Linked DNA regions of Bombyx mori: region 2 is linked to region 1. Evidence: chromatin contacts called from public Hi-C data. All regions are on one chromosome and are shown on one strand. Each heading gives the region's core, a stretch centred on a gene start, on an enhancer-like site or on the middle of the called end of the contact. The rest is flanking DNA. Distances are from core to core; before and after follow the strand shown.

The links. A called contact is a pair of places that touch in the nucleus more often than the background predicts.
Region 2: a Hi-C map of whole pupa shows a contact between it and region 1, with 5 times the contacts expected there. The contact joins the promoter of LOC101742339 here to the enhancer-like site in region 1. A contact is called at or near these places in 2 of 7 Hi-C or Micro-C datasets (midgut and whole pupa).

What each region holds. Positions count from the first base shown.
Region 1 is chr2:273,077-278,600 of ASM3026992v2, forward strand. LOC101746894 (protein daughterless) reads right to left here. Exons shown (of 14, transcript XM_062672427.1): 5 at 5,362-5,504; 6 at 4,318-4,479; 7 at 3,513-3,614; 8 at 1,440-1,508. Among protein-coding and RNA genes, the nearest start is that of LOC101742491, 28 kb to the left of the region's middle. Within about 2 kb of position 3,130, at least 3 of the 8 cell types and tissues checked have open chromatin away from gene starts, as enhancers often do.
Region 2 is chr2:385,806-391,857 of ASM3026992v2, forward strand. It overlaps LOC101742339 (ATP-dependent zinc metalloprotease YME1L), which reads left to right and starts at 3,506. Exons shown (of 14, transcript XM_021347216.3): 1 at 3,506-3,661; 2 at 3,765-4,138; 3 at 4,802-4,947. The coding sequence starts at 3,626.

The DNA of each region.
Region 1 (5,524 bases), core at 1,880-4,379:
ATGCACGAACAAACATACAGGCCAAAAAATAAAGAAGTGTGAGAGTAGAGCCAGAACGCTATATTTCAAGGTCTTTTCTGTACATTAATCTTCTTTTTTTTTTTTTTTTAGTTGGGTGAACGAGCTCACAGCCCACCTGGTGTTAAGTGGTTACTGGAGCCCATAGACATTTACAACGTAAATGCGCCACCAACCTTGAGATATAAGTTCTAAGGTCTCAGTATAGTTACAATGGCTGCCCTACCCTTCAGACCGAAACGCATTACTGCTTCACGGCAGAAACGGGCAGGGCGGTGGTACCTACCCGCGCGGACTCACAAGAGGTCCTACCACCAGTAAAATCTTCACTTACATATGTACATACATACAGGTATGTATCAATCAATATGAATACATACTATCAAGTATATATAGTGTGTACTTGATAGTATCTGATCATTAATATAACAGTATCTTAGTCTAGAAAAAAGAAGCTGAAAACCATGCGACACTCTCAATACTCAAACTTCACATACGGGAACGTAGTTAACTGTCTGTCTACTTTTGAAGTTACTGAAATCGATCAGATACAAAACTAATTAGTTAAGATATTGAGGACGACTCGATATTACAGGGCGAGCTATTGGTCAGCCACCGCGCGCTGACCCATACCACCGAGGCGAAAGCGAGGAGGAGCGGTTCAAGTTTTTGGTGGTATGTGTATTAACTGTCCCTTTTTCGGCGTGAAATCCGACCATATTAATTAAAAGTTTTAATGTAAAAAGCTTTGTAAATGAGATTTCAGTTACTTTAAACTATTATAATGTAGCTTTTTAAAGTTTATCTAATAACAATATATTTCAAACATTACTTTGTTCCTCAAAGCCATATAAGATTACAACTACATACTCTATTATAAACAGTAAGCAGATGAGGCCTATAAAATCAAAGGCAGCTAAATCCAAGTCTGTCAAATATTCAGGTAAACTACAAAAATCGGCCCTAAGCACGTCATTACGGATCCTCCCGATCCATCGAAGTACTGCTCTTGCTAGGGCCAGTGTTAGCAACACCCCCGTCTTGAGAAGCTGAAATAACTTTGTTCGGATAGCTACGATATTCTTTATTTTAAAGAATGAGAATATTACTAATAATCTGAATTTTAAATGATAAAACTTCGTTTATTAGTACTTAGTACAGAGTAAAAATAAATTTTTTGAACTGAATTTGTTAGAGATTTAGCTGCATTTGTTATAACATGAAAACACTAAAGCGTGTCCAACTAACTAAACAGGATAGCGCCATTGTTAATTCATTCTACGACATTATGGCGTTTAGCTGCCATTGATTTTATAGGCTTCAAATGTTACATTTGAATAATTTCCGTGGGTTCGTTCTTCACTTTACAAAGCTACACGCGACGAGGTGGTATTTATTTACAAGGCGCGCAGTATACTCACAACGACGTCGGAGTGCTCCCGCAAGAACACCATGGCTTCGTCGAGCTGTCGCTGTTCTGCGGGCGCGCCCTGCCACAGCACGGGGGGGTGAGGCGACCAGCGGGGAGCTACCTCGTCGGGAGGGGGGGAGGGACCGGCTCTCTACTAACTAACTCTACAGAATTCGTTTAAGAGTTGACTCCGCGTGGAGAGGGACTACAACTTACAACAACTAGAAAATTCGAAGTAAACTTACGCGGGGGGTTGGGGAGCGGGGGTTCAATGCGCCGGTTCGATGGCTTAGTCAATAGTGGAGTCATTGTAGGGAGAACGAACCGAGAAGGGGGACTAAGTTCATATTTTTTTAAGAGAACTTTAATGTTATTTCGTTGGCTTTTTATGTTACGTAAATTTAAATTAAATGATTTTTGGATCAAATGTTGCTTTTTAGAAACGTAGAACACATAAATTACGAATCCACACAATTTTAATAAACATTGCATAGTTTCATAATTATGAAACCAGATTCCGACGGCTCGTTTTCAAAAAGTTCTCAAAGCCACTGGGGTATTATATCATATACCTTAAAGTTTTCTCGACCGCGTCAGAAACGAAACGAAACAGTTCAAGACAAGTGTAGGCGATGGGTAAACAGGCAAACACGCACACTACAAATCAAAAGGAATCACTACTAACCTACTAAAGAGCGCCTACCAAAATAGTAAATAAAAAAAAAATAAAAAAAAAATTAAGAAAATGTTAAACAAGGACAAAGCTCCACACTGTTCGCTCGTTAAACAAATAAAACACAAACAAAAAAAAAATCGAAACAAAAACGTTAAGAGAAAAATATTTACAATCCTTTTTTATTAGTTAGGTCGACGTTGCCCCGGACCGCGACCACGGGTTGCTGTACTAAAACAACCGCAACGTCTTGCAACGTTGAGCATGTTGTCCAAGGACCTCGACCTAACTATGAAGTTAATAAACATTTGGTCCAATCACAAGAACTAAGGATAATCAAAGCGCCCGAGCGAAGTCGCTACGGCAAGCTTGATTAGACCAAATGATTAACAAGAATATTATTAAAACTGCTGTTACAATATCTTGCGTATATTGCTTGAAAGACACGACTGAGGTGTTTGTTCATTGAAACATAAATATTGCACTACCGTCCAATTTTCTATATTTATAAAGAAAACTAGCCTACCCGGCAGACTTGTATAAAATAAACTTAAAACAAACAAAAGGAATCCGCCCGACGGGGGACACATCAATGGAAAAACAAAACTGTTATTTTTATTTAATTCCGACAATTCTCATATTTATTTTATCTACCTTTTAAACCTTCTCTGGACTTCCACAAATATATTTATATAGAAAATTGGACGGTAGTGCATTTCTTGACATTCATATCAACAAAATAAATAGAAGGAAAATCAAATTGCAAGTTTAAGAAGTCGTAAAAGCAGTTTTAAGGATGTCTACAACTCGAGCGCTGTGTAACATCATTAGTACCAATCATGCTGGGGGGGTCACATGCTAACGGTCTGGCAAAATGTGGTACTCGATCAGTGCCGTTTAAACAAAGATGGGGGGTTCGAGGGGGGACCGTCCCCCCGGACCGACTGGCTGCTCGTCCCTCACCCACGTTCTCTGTACAGAGCAGCAAATGGGGGCACAGGACCCGGGGCCTTGTGAGCAGTCCGCGGTGACCACATTGTTATAGTATAGCTTTGGACCTTTTTGCATCATATAGATGGAAGAGCTACATCAGGACCCATCTGACGTCAAGTGGTCACGACGAGACAAGACAAAAGAGAAAAATCATTTAAGCTTTACAGATTTTTATTGAATTCCTGCAGACCGCAGAAACATATTCGGTAATGAACAAACCCCCACATTTTGCCAAACAACGATTTATATAAACTAAAAACTTGTCGAATGAGACTTTCATCTCACTAACCGTCTGTTTTACTCCAGGGGGGTTAATGGAGTTTTACCCTGCCATGTTTATAATCCTGACAGTACACACTAACTTTACGTGATCTGATTTTTAGGTCAGTCAAAATAAGTTATCGTAAGTAGACGTACCATTACATTAGGGGGGTAGACGGCGACGTGCGGGTGTCCGTTCGCGAGGGGGGTCGCTCCTGAGGGAGGAGAGGACACGCCCGGCCCCGACCAGCCTGCCTGCTGACGTATGCGAATTGTGAGGATGGCGTGTGACCAGTGTTTGAGGAGTTCATTGTTCTGCACATTTGTTTGAGACGCGCGCACGTGGCCGGGGGTCGTGGTTTCGATTCCCACTTGGGAGTAACATTCGTGTAGGTTAGGTTAGGTTAGGTTAGGTTTGTTTTCTTAATGGGTGGAGGGGAACGCGGAGAGTGAAGTTGTGTGATTTGATTTATTTTGTCTATTTAGTGTTTCTTAAGGTCTAAACGTGTAATAGCCGTGGTTTATTAACTGTTTAATATCTGTGAAAGTGCACAAATGTGGGAAAACAAAGTCGCTGGACGAAACGTCTCGGGATCCTTTTACTGTGATTATATTCCATCACATAATCATATCATTTCATGCCATGTTTTTTTTTTATTTTTTTTTATTGCCCTTTTAGACAGACGAGCATACGGCCCACCTGATGGTGAGTGGTTACCGTCGCCCATGGACTTCAGCAATGCCAGGAGCAGAGCCAAGCCGCTGCCTACAAATCATGCCTGCTCATATATCAAAAAATATATTAAAATAAAACTTGACCTAAAGGTCTTGGTTACCAGGTCATAAAATTCCTTAAAAAAATTAATGAGTGGGTGTTTAATGTATCGTAGTTTGAGGCCAGGTGACCGACCGCGTGTGGTTACTGTTTGAAGATGACGTGTCTCGTGTTCTGGTGTGGTACCTGCGTGACTGGCACGGCGTGCGGCACGTGTTCGTGCTTGAGGGGGTAGAGGCGGGCGTGCAGCGGGGGCGGGGAGTGCACGGGCGTGGACGGCGACGAGTAGGACGACACGCTGCCCTCGGGGCCCACCACCGTCGGCGTACTCGCGCCCCCCCCATACATCTTCAACGAGGAAATGCTAATTATGAATACCGCTTGATGTACTTGTGCAACTTTGTGGTCCCTGATCCGCTCTGATCCCTGGTCCTTTTAATAGGCAAGACGGCAGTGCCTCCTACCACTGCGTGTCTACAATATATTTATTGATTGTCTTATTCATTTATTGTGTAAAGTATATATTTGCTCAAAGCAGTTGGCATCTGTCCGCGGAACTTAAACATCGGCATTGTCGCAATGCTCAACCGGTCAATATACCGTGTCACCAAAAGTATACTTCACATCCACATTTTCCTACTATAGTTTGATACGCATGAGTTACACGCTTTAGCGGTTCGCTAAAACATTGTAAAACCGCGATAATTCTAAGACCCTTTTTATGAAATCACGTTCATGAGTCGTGGGAGCCTCATGGACGTGATGCGACAGTACGATGACTTTATGTATACGACCAGTTTATGAATGTAATGACTCAACTCGTTTATCTAACAGAACTAATCTATTTGCGTTGCCGTAAGTCTGGATAATCGATTAGTTTGTGAGTAACGCCCTCGTCCATCCCGTGCGACCGTGGTCTGATTAGTTGGGCGTCCGGGTGTACTCGAGTCGAGTGATACTCTATTGTCTGCAAGGCAAGTTGATATCACCATTACGCTTATTCCTGTAATTATGAAACCAAAAACAAGTTGACCACGAGCTGACCTGGGACCATAATAAAATTAGCCAAGTGGTTGGTAGATATGTAGGGACCACAAATGTCACCATAGCAACGATGCTACGTCTCGGGATTGTCGGGCTGTCGATAGCACGTTCAATATACGTTAGTCACTTAACTGAACACGTGTCTTATTAATCCTTGCCCGATATAGAGACTCAACCGATACTAACTGGTTGTAGCGGAGGTTTGGCGACGAGCATGGGGTCTGTGGGGGAGTGGTGGGGGGCTGCGGCTCTGAAGGAGGACATGGGCGGCAGTGGCAGCTCCGCGCCGCCGCCCGTCGCCTCGCCGCCCACCGCAGCGCCCGCTATACCTGGAAATGTTTTGACAGAA
Region 2 (6,052 bases), core at 2,256-4,755, 110 kb after region 1:
GACGACTTTGGACCTACTAACATTTTTGGTAAATAATCACACTTTCAAAACTAAGAATATCAAATGAAACAGATGCTTTGCAAGCCGCAACGAGCAGATGAGTTATATGTCTTCATCATTCTTTCACCACGAAAATGGTGAATAAGCGTTCAAGAAGTATAAAAATGTTTCGATCTGTTAGCTATATTTTAAACCTTCGAAGTCATCGTGGCCTAACGGATAAGACGTCCGGTGCATTCGTGTTGCGCGATGCACCGGTGTTCGAATCTCAGGCGGGTACCAATTTTTCTAATGAAATACGTACTTAACAAATGTTCACGATTGACTTCCACGGTGAAGGATAACATCGTGTAATAAAAATGAAATCCGCAAAATTATAATTTGCGTAATTACTGATGGTAGGACCTCTTGGGAGTCCGCGCGGGTGGGTACCACCGCCCTGCCTATTTCTGCCATGAAGCAGTTATGCGTTTCGGTTTGAAGGGTGGGGCAGCCGTTGTAACTATACTGAGACCTTAGAACTTATATCTCAAGGTGGGTGGCGCATTTACGTTGTGGATGTCTATGGGCTCCAGTAACCACTTAACATCAGGTGGGCTGTGAGCACATCCAACCGTCTAAGGAATAAAAAAAGAACCTATATTTTTATATTTTTTTTTGTTTAATTATAATTAAATTTATTTTTACTATTGAATTTCGCATGCCTTACTGTCAATATAGTATATATCGACATTTTAAATACCACAACAGACTTATGTAGTTTTAAGCGCTAACACAGTGATAACTGTAATAAATATAACTGTGATATGATGCTCTAAGCAGTTAAATGCGTACTATTTATCTAACATAAGGTAAATTAACCTATATAGTGAAAAGTGTTGTTTTTTAGAAATGTTGGCCACTTTGAAAAGAGTTTTTGCAAGACAAATGTTGAAGGTTATCAAGTTATTAGACATAGCTGCATACGTATTCAGTCCAAAGGCATCCTCTCAAACATATTTACTCCACTAATCGATTCGACATCTACAAATATGTATACCACAATGAGACAATTACTAAAAATCAAAATCTCTTAGTAAGGATCGCTTAGATATTCGTAACGAGGCCTCCTGATTATCATCGCATTTTTCTTTCTCTTCTCTCTTCTCTTCTCTTTTTTCTCTTCTCTTCTCTTTTTTTTATTATTTGACATAGCTCTCACGCCTTTGCAGTTTTTGATGTGCTGAAGCGTGATCTTACAATTCAGTAAAATAATCTAGAGAGATTAGAAGAATTTGTTGCTGTAAAATATATAATAACGGCCTTTTGGCAGCTACAGCTATTCCAAATACTTTCCCAAGACCTCAGTAAATGGTCTTTAGGAGTGGAAAGAAGGTCAGACACTTTTCTCTTGTTATGTAGGTATGTTGACTTCTTGCGATGCCATTATTGCTAGTACCGAGTTTATAAAAAGCTTCATTTAGTAAATACATGCCTATTCTGTTATGTAGAGTTGATTAATTTGAGACTAATTAATTTGGATGAGATGAGATGGAATTAAGTTTCCGTATGATGGTTGTTATTTACTTTATAGTACTACTATATGATATTACACCAACGCTATTACACAATAAAATCTAAAGAAATACTAAAATAACATTTTTTTTTTAAATTGTACCCCTCGCGCTGCCACCAAAAAAAACGGTATAAATTACTGTTATGTTATTGCCACTGTTGTATTTGAATCACAGTCCAACTAGTCGATTATTTATAAATTTCAAGGTTGAAATATCACTAAGCCTAAGAATCCTAAGAATGGATTAGCAAAATCCATTCTTTTGCAGAAGCCAGCCGAGACTTTAGCATCACGATAAATAAATTGCGCTTTGGCCATAATACTGCACCGTCGCCGCGTCGCACCTTGCTAGACTTGGCACTATTACCAAAAATCTATGTAGGTACCTACACATTGTGGATCCCATAGAGTTAAGGTACTTATTAACTCCATGGTGGATCCAAAGGAGACACCATAGAGCATCTTATTTTTGATTGTCAAAACTTCTAGCTTGACCATGGAGTTAATAAGTACCGTAAAATGGGGCGATTAGGGACAAATTCCAACTTTATGAGCAATTTTAAGGTAGTTGTTGATGTATATAATGCTATATCAGGATCAAAATGATTGAGTCTTGGGGGCATCTTTGTTGTCTAATTTAAAATTATGCAACTAGCATTCCAGTTTAAGCAAAAAATGCAAAAATAGGTGTAATCCCTATTTACCCGAAAATTGCGGTTAATTGGGACGAAATGAGAAATTTGCTGGGGTTGGCACTACTTTTATTTTTATATATAGTTTTAATTTATTTATTTATTTAGTTGCACCAACAAAGTGATCATCAATAAAAAACATTGAAAAACTGACAAAAGTACATGGCAGACATCACCTCAATTATAGGTGCAATCGACAGTGCTGATATTTCTATCTGGGTTAAGAGATTAGGTGTGACGGTTATTCCATGGATTAATCAATGAATACCCCCACTCTGAACAAATATTAAATATTTTATTATGTATTACTTAGACATATTTGTCCACCTTGAGATTTCATTGATCTTGTTACATGTCTCTGCAAAATCGACTTACTTATATTAAATTGCTTATCTATTTCAACTAAAGACTTATTCTCAATTTCGCTTCGAATAAACCAGATTTTTACCAACAAATTTAAAAAATATTGTTATAACTACATAGACAACCCTACAAACCTGTACCTATTTATACTTAGGTCGTTTCCATTTCACGTATTCTCATCCCAATTGACCCCTTTTTCGTTGTTATTTGTACCTAAGACGTCCCCAATATCCCCAAAAACAACAGATTTTTACATGTATTTTTATTTAATCAAATACATTAAAACCAAAAACAATTGAGACTTACCTTTAATATATATGCTGGTTCAAACACTAAATAACGTTTATAAATCATAGTCGTCTTCTATTATTATCAAATAAATAAAAGAGAGCAAAGTTTCTAGCACTAAAATAATTACCACCACAGGAAGTTAATTTGAAACGCGATTTTTTATAAGTTTGCAGCTATTATCATGCATATTCAGAGTTGTTTTGTGAACTTTCAACATTCTACTATTAAACTACAAAAAATGGAAGATTTTGCAACGAATTTATAACTTATATTGAGCGTCGAAAGATTTTCCCGGTTTTTTCCCGATTCGCCTGTCAATCCCTAATCGCCCCATTCTACCGGTACCTTGACAGATTAATATTGATTGGCCAGTGAACTTAGTGATGTGAACATAGACCTGATGTGAAAATTAAGTCCGATTTTTCATTCCGGCCGTCGCCACTTGCAGAGTTATTAAAAAACAAACACTTACAAACTCATATATAAATATATTAAAAACAGTATAGAAATAATTTAATATTAAAATGAAGTGATAGTGCAGTTTTCATTAAAATTAAAACAAGACTTGACCGAAAGGTCTTAGTTACCAGGTTATAAAACCCCCTAAAAAAACCATTCTTTTGCACCACGAAAATTTTGACGTACCTACCTCCCAAGAAATTGACAAAATTTTCGAGTGCACTTCAAAAAAACTACAAAAACATACAATCTAGCTTCATGTAACATGTTCTCATTGAATTCTATAAACACCCAAAATCAGGTAATATTTAGTGAAAAATTATCTATTAGCAATATTTCTAAAATTAAATACAAATCTTTCAAATACGTATATTGACATTCATCATAACCTTTCGTCATTGCAGATATTAATCAGTTTTAGTCAATTATCGTGTCGATACGGCAACCTTTTCAAACACAGAAAGCAAAATAGCTTAAAAGACAAACATGTGAAGGGGAAAGAAAGCGCCAGTGCTGCATGCGAGACTCAAGTTTGCCGCGAGAGCTTAGAAGAGTGTTTGAAGAATTTCGATAAGAATGTACTAGCGGAGATGCGAAGTGTCGACCTCCGATCGTTGGCCACGATCGCCGCGTCGTCTAGAAGGTCGCTCAACGATTTTGGCGGTGTTACATCTTGTAGAAAAGTGTCTTACACTTCAAGTGAATCTTTTGAGAAAAACAGGAATGGTTGGAGTGATACTCCTAGTGTTACAGTGGAGTTACGAGGGAAAAACACACGGTATGTGGCTGCTAGTTATTCATTACAAAGTCATAATAAAATAAAATTAATATCTAATCATTTTCTTTATAACAATAATTTATTGCAAATGTTCTGAGACTATGATGTAACATCTGTATTGATTAAACAATTATTACCGTTGAACAAGATAATCCACTTGCACGGGATAGATGTGCCATTCATGTTGTGATGCTTTTGTTGCATAAATGGATGAAAATACATATTCACATATTTTGTAAACAAATATCATTTTTGTAAAGTATTATAGCTTTACAAATGGCAAATTAAGTATTAGTGTAAAACTTTTAGCAAATTATTGTAATACGATTAATCAGAAGAACAGTAATTTGAGAGATAGGAATGTTCATCAACATTCTATTTCATCCAATAGAAACATATTCTGCTTTATGAATTTTAATGATTTAAGTTACCATGGACTGTTCTGACTTTGATATTAGTAATTTTTTGTCCACGCAAGCTTAACTACTTGTAAAGATCATATGGGACACTAAAAAGTTTAATTGTGGTACTTATTTTCTGTTAACCGAATGACCAATGAGAGGTCCGGTAGGGAGTCACTATTTAATGAGTGTATGAGATAACTCGAACTCTGAGCATACATGAACATGAGAGCTGCTTATATTACATGAAATTTATTTTCAGATTTAACCTCTCCGATAACTTTATTCGCCTATTATGTCAAAACACAAAAAGTACATTCAAGTACAACATTCAAGTAAGAGGATTTAAGACGGATCGAAGCATCAGTGCAGATCTGAAAAGAAATCCGAACCTGGTTAATAGACTACGTAAGTTATTGGGTCAGTATTGTGTGTTACATTGCTGGTTTTGCATTAACTTTGCTTTGATTGAGTATAACTTACTGAACTGAAGTAAGTCCTTATGAGAGAAGACTGAATTCTGGAGACCAATTTCAAGTTGTGTAAGTTGGTGGCTCTAAATTGCATCTAAATTAGCATAAAATTTTGTTGGTTATCATAGGGTACAGTTTATATCCTTAACTGTTTTCAATTTTTGTAAATTATATTTCTCTACAACTCACTATTTCCCACTGCTTGTATGCAGATGATGTACAGATCTATATAAAAGCTTCTTTATATGATATACATGACTACGCTCAAATTCATATTAGTTATACTGGTGCTTGCATTAGCTGCATCTCTGGGATGGTTATGAATTTTTTTTCCAACCGCCACTAAATCTGCATTTGCAGTCTTTATCTACAATCTATGACTATGCTAATGCCAGTTTCTTGATCTAATCAAAGAATAGTTTGTTAAACTTGAGCTGCTACAAAATTCCTGTTAAGAATATAAGTAAAAGAATATTTCAAGTTCCTTTGTGATATGCTAACTGAAAATGCTTGTGTATTAATGATTCTTGGCTTGTTCATTCACAAATAGTGAATTCTATTGTGAAATGTACTCGCGGCTGCAGTGAGAAGTGTGTCAACAAGGGGGCCAAGGGGCATCCATAAATTACGTCACATAAATTTTAACCTACCCTCCCATCTTAATCACAGATTTTCACATTTTTACCTCCCCCCCTCTTCCTGATGTTACATGGCACATAATTTAATTTTGGTGAATGTATTTAAAAATAATCACCTTTTGTTTTTTTTTTTTTTATAATCCGCAATAAGACACTCTTTAAGAGCACTTGCCGCCGACTTAAGCCTATTTAAACCCTTATCATTCAGAACTCTCGTGGATTTTAGTTTTAGTGTGTCACTTACATTAAAACACTGCTCTTGAAGTTGAATGTTGTAGCGTGAGAGATAATTTCATAGCGATAGTTATAAAGTATTTTTAAAGTTTAATTATTTAAATACAAATTTCGCGTTTTAGTAATTTATATCTTAACATGTGACGTCATAAACCTTTTGACCCCTGC